Linked DNA regions of Pan troglodytes: region 1 is linked to region 2. The links are chromatin contacts, called in public HiChIP or PLAC-seq maps. All regions are on one chromosome and are shown on one strand. The core of a region is the stretch at or near the end of the contact, and the rest is flanking DNA. Distances in the headings are between cores, read along the strand shown.

What was found. HiChIP or PLAC-seq counts read pairs in DNA pulled down with a chosen protein or histone mark.
Region 1: an H3K4me3 HiChIP or PLAC-seq map of stem cell-derived excitatory neurons shows a contact between it and region 2, with 5 times the contacts expected there. The contact joins the promoter of DENR here to the promoter of KNTC1 in region 2. A contact is called at or near these places in 1 of 7 Hi-C or Micro-C datasets (stem cell-derived neural progenitor cells) and 1 of 1 datasets of contacts at active chromatin or transcription factors (stem cell-derived excitatory neurons).

The regions. Positions count from the first base shown.
Region 1 is chr10:129,589,450-129,593,580 of NHGRI_mPanTro3-v2.0_pri, reverse strand. DENR (density regulated re-initiation and release factor) reads right to left here and starts at 1,607. Exons shown (of 8, transcript XM_003313994.7): 1 at 1,442-1,607; 2 at 582-696. The coding sequence starts at 687.
Region 2 is chr10:129,363,942-129,367,548 of NHGRI_mPanTro3-v2.0_pri, reverse strand. It overlaps KNTC1 (kinetochore associated 1), which reads right to left and starts at 2,254. Exons shown (of 64, transcript XM_009426487.5): 1 at 2,126-2,254. RSRC2 (arginine and serine rich coiled-coil 2) reads left to right here and starts at 2,259. Exons shown (of 11, transcript XM_063785165.1): 1 at 2,259-2,630.

The sequences.
Region 1 (4,131 bases), core at 358-2,857, 230 kb before region 2:
CACTCGAAAGTGAAAAAGATCTTGATTAAACCTAATACATATATCATGATTCAAACCAAGAAGACTTTCCTCACTGTCCTACCACCCAACACTCCAACCTCACCTTCTCCCACTCCTTAACGGGCACCCTCCCTATACGATACACCAGACAAACTCAAAGCTGCTCACTTCTTCACAGACAGCCATCAAGCTTTTTCTTACATAGTCGTGCGCTTTGTCTGGGACGCCGTTCCCCACCTTCTCATCCAGTCCTTGCCATCCTTAACTCATAATCTTCCAAGAAGCCCTCCTTTGACAGCTAGACTAGCATACACCTTGAGGACCTTCAGGCTGAAATAACCTAGTTGCACATCCTGTTACAAATGGACTGTAAGCTTCTTCAGGCAGAGTAGCCAGACACAAATCACCCAGGTGGGGAAATTCTGTTAATTCATGCCTCCTCCTCCCCAGGACTCCTCTCCCCCAGTACAAACTCACCAAATGAAAAGGATGGGGGAAAAAAGCTTACCAAATGTCAAACTGTTATTACAATGCATAAAAGTATAGTGAGTAAAAGTCATTCTGTGGCTACCAACACTTGCCTCCACAATAAAGGACTCGAAGTGGGTAATCGGCATCTAACTTGGCACTGTTCCTTGGGTCTCCTTTGCAGTCAGCCCCGCTGGATTCAGAAATGTCAGCAGCCATTTCACAAACCTGTAAGCAAGGAAAATAACACACCCTCACTATTTTAGAATCAAGACCCCAGAAGAGCAGTGTTCCTCTCAACAGAAACCTCCCCACCCCAAAGCTGTTTCAAGTCTGTTGTTGAGTGGGGGATACAAGCTGCATTCGATTCATAGAATATGAGCAATCCCAGGCACAACATCTCCTTGCTCCACAGGTCTACAGGGAAGCAAGCAGCAAATGGACCATGAAGGATGGGGCAGAGGGACTCACTAGTGAAAAACAGGAAGCAATGGGGAAGGAAAGATGGGGTGAGTACCCACGGCAGACACGGAGCAAAAAAGGTCTGAGGGTGATCTGGGAGGGATGCAAACTGCAGTGAGAGAGAAGGGCTACAAAGGCGCCGAATGGAGAGAGGCTGGAAGTGCCTAGGAACAAGGGGTGGGTCATCGGAGGAGCCCGGGGTGCAGGGTGTGGGGGCAACTAAACGCCATGAGAGGGTCCTGGGGAGTCTAAAAAGGGCATGGGAGGGGGCGGGGTGACCAGAGCCTAAGAAGGATGAGGAGAGAAAACGAGCACAGAATGTAAGAGCACTGAGGGGACAAGGGCGACCAGGTCTGAGGCGAAGGAGCAACCCCGGGGACGCCAGAAGGGGCCCTTGTGGGCGGGGGTGTGGAGAGGCCCGGCCCGGCCCCCTTCCGCCAGGCAGCATCTCAGCTTCCCCCACACTCTCTACGAGCTTCTCGGGAGCGGGCGAAGCACTTGGGGTCGTTACCCAGGCGGTCGCACAGGCCCCGCCGGCTCCGCTCCCGCCGCTATCGCCAGCTGAACCAACACATGCAACTCGTCTCCCCGGCCAGGGCCGCCCGAGCGCCCGACCGCCAACAGCGCTCCCGCGAGACAATGAGCCTTTATCGCGAGATTCCGGCCGCCGCTGGGCGGATGTCGCGAGAAGCCGGAAGACGGGGGCGGAGAAAAATTGCGGAGCTTGCGCCTTGCCCTCCGGTGGGGGGCGTGGCCAAGAGGCCGAGAGGCGGGCCGCCGGCAGGCGGTGCTCGTCACCCGTTGGAGAGGATGAATCCTCGAGATGGGCGTGCCGAGGGGAGCGCGACTTGCAGACGCAGAGAGCGCACCTGAGTCAGAAATGACTCCCTATTAATGAGTCCGAGGATCATCGCCTCGGTGTCTGCGGTGCATCCTGGAGTCCTGACTAACCTCCAGCTACTGCATAAATCACTCCCGTGCGGGGAGATTGCAGCCGGATAGAGCGTTTGGTCGCATTTTAACACCATGCACTGAATTAAAGGAAGGTTTTCTCCCTCCCTCCCTCCCTCCCTTCCTCCTTTCCTTCTTCTCTTCTTTTCTCTCTCTCTTCGCCGGATGGAGCGTTTGGTTGCGTTTTAACACCATACACTAAATTAAAGGAATTCTTTTTTCTTTCTTTTCTGTTCTTTTCTTTCTTCTTTCTCTTCTTTCTGTCTCTTTCTTCCCCTTCCCTCCCTTCCTTCCTTCTTTCCTTCCTTCCTCCCTCCCTTCCTTCATCCTTTTCTTTATGTTTTGACAGGGTCTCACTCTGTCACCTAGGCTGGATGGAGTGCAGTTGCACAAACACGGTTCACTGCAGCCTCGACCTCCCAAGTAGTTGGGAACACAGGCGCGCGTTACCACACCCAGCTAATTTTTAATTTTTTTGTAGAGGTGGGGGAATCTCCCTATGCTGTCCAGGCTGGTCTCGAACTCCTGGACTCAAGGGATCCTCCCGCCTCCGCCTCCCAAAGTGCTGGGATTACAGGCGTGAGCCACCGTGCCCGGCCTACAATTTTTTTTAATGAAAAAAAGAAAAATGTAAGAGTATGGGAATATATGGGGAAAAGAAAGATCAGATTGTTACTGTGTCTGTGTAGAAAGAAGTAGACATAAGAGACTCCATTTTGTTCTGTGCTAAGAAAAATTCTTCTGCCTTGAGATGCTGTTAATCTGTAACCCTACCACCAACGCTGTGCTTCCTGAGACCTGTGCTGTGTCAACTGAGGGTTAAATGGATTAAGGGCTGTGCAGGATGTGCTTTGTTAAACAAATGCTTGAAGGCAGCATGCTCCTTAAGAGTCATCACCACTCCCTAATCTCAAGTACCCAGAGACACAATACACTGCAGAAGGCCGCAGGGACCTCTTCCTAGGAAAGCCAGGTATTGTCCAAGGTTTCTCCTCATGTGATAGTCTGAAATATGGCCTTGTGGGAAGGGAAAGACCTGACCATCCCCCAGCCCGACACCCGTAAAGGGTCTGTGCTCAGGAGGATTAGTAAAAGAGGAAGGAACACCTCTGTGCAGTTAAGAGGAAGGCATCTGTCTCCTGCTCGTCCCTGGGCAATGGAATGTCTCGGTGTAAAGCCCGATTGTATATTCCATCTACTGAGATAGGGGAAAACCGCCTTAGGGCTGGAGGTGGGACATACTGGCAGCAATACTGCTCTTTAAGGCATTGAGATGTTTATGTATATGCACATCAAAAGCACAGCACTTTTTTCTTTACCATGTTTATGATGCAGAGACATTTGTTCACATGTTTTCCTGCTGACCTTCTCTCTACTATTATACCCTATTATCCTGGCACATCCCCCTGTCCGGGAAATGCCTGCTAATGATCAATAAATACTAAGGGAACTCAGAGGCCGGTGCGGGCACGGGTCCTCCGTATGCTGAACGCCGGTCCCCTGGGCCCATTTTTCTTTCTCTATAATTTGTCTCTGTGTCTCTTTCTTTTCCAAGCCTCTCGTTCCACCTGACGAGAAATGCCCACAGGCGTGGAGGGGCAACCCATCCCTTCAGGAATAGATCTCGGTTTCAAGAATAGTTGGATCCTGCAGATAAAACAACGTATTCTAGAACCTTTCTCTCACTCTTCCTCTCAGAGAATTCTAAAACAAATGTGAAAAGTGTGTATGTTTGGTGATTTTGGGTAAACACATGGGAGTTTCTTCATACTATTCTTGTAGATTTTCTGTACATTTGAAATTATGTCAAATTTACAAGTTTGTTTGCTTGTTTGTTTGTTTTTTGAGACAGAGTCTCGCTCTGTTGCCCAGGCTGGAGTGCAGTGGCACGATCTCGGCTCACTGCAAGCTCCGCCTCCCGGGTTCACGCCATTCTCCCGCCTCAGCCTCCCGAGTAGGTGGGAGTACAGGCGCCTGCCACCACGCCCGGCTAATTTTTTGTATTTTTATTAGAGACGGGGTTTCACCGTGTTAGCCAGGATGGTCTCGATCTCCTGACCTCGTGATCCGGCCGCCTCGGCCTCCCAAAGTGCTGGGATTACAGTTGTGAGCCACCGCGCCCGGCTTACAAGTTTTTTTTTTTTAAGGTTGCTATCTCTTTTCATCTGTTGGCTCTATCCCTATGTTTTCTTCCTACTGCTTACTTATGTTATTTCCTATTAGTTTAGCCATCCCAGAAGAAAGAGAGAT
Region 2 (3,607 bases), core at 1,005-3,504:
TTATGAGGTTTACCCATCTCAAAAAGCAAAGGTTTACATAAACCATATTACCTGGAGTCTGGGTGGGAAAAGAACACTAAGGAGAAAAACAATCCTTGGATCAAGACTGGTAGGGAATGATAATCAAATAATTACAATTGGTTTCATAAGTGCTACTAGAAGTATGTTTCAATATCTATAAAAGGTATAGCACAAGGAAGAAACAATTTCTGACTTGGTGCTCTTTCACAATGACTAGGCAGCTGTCCTTGGGTGATCACTTAATCTTTCTGTTCCTCAATTCTCTAATTTATAAAATAGGAATATACAGGCCAGGCCAGCGCGGTGGCTCACACCTGTAATCCCAGAACTTTGGGAGGCTTAGGCAGGTGGATTATCTGAGGTCAGGAGTTTGAGACCAGCCTGGCCAACATGACGAAACCCCCTCTCTACTAAAAACACATAAAATTAGCCGGGCGTGGTGGTGTGCACCTGTAATCCCAGCTACTCAGGAGGCTGAGGCTGTAGAATTGCTTGAACCCGGGAGGCGGAGGTTGCAGTAAGTTGAGATCGTGCCACTGCACTCCAGCTTGGGCAACAAGAGTGAAACTCCGTCTTGGAAAAAAAATATATGTATACAGTTTGCCGTCAATATCCATGTGTTCCACATCCCTAGATTCCACCTACAGGCATAGCACATTTACACTGTTACGCAAGATAAGAAATCAAGAGATGATTTAAAGTATACAGGCAGATGTTCCTAGGCTACATGCAAATGCTATGCCATTTAATGACAGGGACTTAAGCATCCTAGGGTTTTGGTATCTGTGGGAGGTCCTGGAACCAATCTCCCATGGATACCAATACCAAGGAACTAATTTAGTTGTACCCACCTGAAGGAGTTTTCTATTTTTCACTTCTGGTTTTTTGAGAGACGAGGGTCTCACTATTTTGCCCTGGCTGGCCTTGATCTCCTGGGCTCAAGCAATCCTTCTGCTTCAGCCTCCCAATGTTTTGAGTTTTAAATGTTCACAGAACAATGCTCGGTTAATGGCAAACATTCAATTTTAGGTGTTAGCTTATTTGTTATTGGTGGAAGCAGGTAACACTTGGGCTGAGAATTGAAGATCATAGTTTTATAAATGTTTAAAGAGTTCTTCCTAAGAGCATAAGCAAGGGAACAGAAACAAAACATGTTTGGAGAATAGAGAAGTTTCAGTGGCTGGTGTTTGGGTGGGAGTGAGGAGATGAAGAAGGAGGGACAGGTTGGAATGAATACCTTTATGGGTCTCAATTTCCCACATCTGTGAAATAGAGAAACCGCCCATAACTGCCATATTTACTTATTCAACAAATGTTTATTGAATACCTATTTACTATGTGCCAGACACCTTTCTAGGAACTGGGAATATAGCTTGAACAGAACACAAAAATGTCTTTGCCATTATGAAGTTTATGTTTTTGCGGGAAAAACAGACAAAAATAAAATAGTTAATACGTATCTTGTTACGCTACCGCCACAAAAAAGCAACTGCACAAATAATTACAAAAAGTGCTAAATGATTTGAAGGAAACAGTGATTAAATGGATGAGGTGAGGCGTCGCTGAAGAAGGATTTGTTTGGGAAGGGAAGGAGGTGACATCTGAGCTGAGACCTGAATAACAAGAAGTACGCAAAACTTAGGCGGAACGCGACGTAGGCAGAGGGAACAGAGTGCAAAGACTCGGAGGCTGAGTAGGAAGCGTTTGATGCTGCTGCCGGGTCAAAGCAAAAGCAGAAGACAGTGAGGGAGAGAACAGTGGAGTCCAATAAAACCTCGACTTCAAGATTGAATTTTATTCTCAGTACAAGGGGTAGAAGGGGAACTCAGCAAACGAGTGGTCTGATTTGATAATTTTGAGAACACTCTGGCGGCGGAACGCAGAACAGATTCGCGAATAGGAGAGAATGAGCAAGATGAAACATTTGTCAGTTAGGCCTCCATACTTAAACGCTCTCCGCTGGACATCGCCGCCAGCAAAAACCGACTCCAACCTCTCTCCTGCCAGCGTCAAGGGGAAAACAACAGGAACTGAGCAGAGGCTGCAGCTACTTCGTCCTGAACCCACCCCCAGTTCCCTACACAGCGCAGCTCCCCGTCCTCACCTGCAATTGAAGAAACTAAAGAGGAATACTCAGATATCTGGCCCCTCTTCCTGACTCACACAACCGCCTCTAGTCTTTAGGTTCCATCCCACAGGTTTAAATTGGCGGGAGAACACTAAACCCAACCCCTTTACGGCGGCCGGAAGAGACCAAGATTACTTTAGACTCGAAATAGGAAGTTGCCCCACCCTGAGTTCCGCCCTTTCCGTTCTCCCGACTGCGCATTCCTGGGGTGTATTCTTGGCCCCGCCCTCTTCACGGTCCTTACACTCCCCTATGAAAGAACACCCAATCACCGCCTCGAATTGCGTTGTTATAGAAACTTTTGTTACCGCCCCTTTTTCTCCCAGCAAGCTGTGCGACGCGCCGGGCCTCCTCGCCTTTGTGCCATCCGGGTCTCTCGCGCGAGCGATTTTAGTCTGAGGCGAAGCTTCGGAGCGGCCGGTACTGTTGAGAGCGACAAGTGGAGGCGCCGCTCTAGCGGCCGGGACTCTGAACTATGGCGGTAGGTACCGAATCTGAGTTTAAAGCCAGGGATATTTTTCTGCTACGTTCCAACGGTGGGTGAACGGCTCCCAGAACCTTGTTCGTGTGTATGTGTGTAGACAAAATGGCGCCGCGGCCTTCTTCTGCGCCCGCCATCATGGCTGCCTGCTGTAGGGAGGGGGAAGTAAGGCGGTGTTGGTGGGGGTGGGGAGCCGCAGGGAGTGCCTTTTCTTTCCAGAACTTTCCTCCTCTCTTCCCCAACCCTACGTTCCTTTCGCCTCACTGAACTTCCTCCATTTTCGCTTATTCACCCTGGCTAGTGATTTATTCTAAGTTTTTTAGGGCCTGAGAATTTGCGGTGGAGAAAGGGGCTGGGGAAGAGAAAGACGATCAGGAGTGGTCTCTGAAAAGTATTGGGTCAAAAAGGCAGTGTCTCTAAGGGGTAGTGTGGGAGAAGAGAGCGACTTGTAGCTATTTTTTTTTTTTTGTACGCTCAATGAGATGCTCCTAGTTGCATAATTTCAATTAGTGTTCGTCAGTATAAACCTTATTATTGTGTATTAACGAGCTGGGAAGGTATTGCTGAAAGGGAGTGAAAATTCAACTTAAAAGGTTGTGGAACTACCAATTCTGACTGATGCGAGGTTTCCGAAGTGGCCCGTGATGTAATCAATTTGAAGTCCGAGAAGAATTACAGTTAAGTCTTGTCACTGACCTTGCTCCTTTAAATTTAAACCCTTCGTTGACCCCAGAGGAGCTACAGTTCGTAAATTATCTATTCTGAACAATAAGCCTGCGTGTGTATAAGATACCCAATTCTGACGGATCCACATTATTTTGTGCTTACCTCATTTTTATTCCGTTAAAAGGAAAATGTAAAGATTTTGCATTCCTTTTTACTGACTAAAAAATTATATCATTTTCGATAATAATTATGACTCTTAAACATAGTGATAGTTTTAAAGTTTGCTCTTCCTAACGATTGAAATGCCTGGG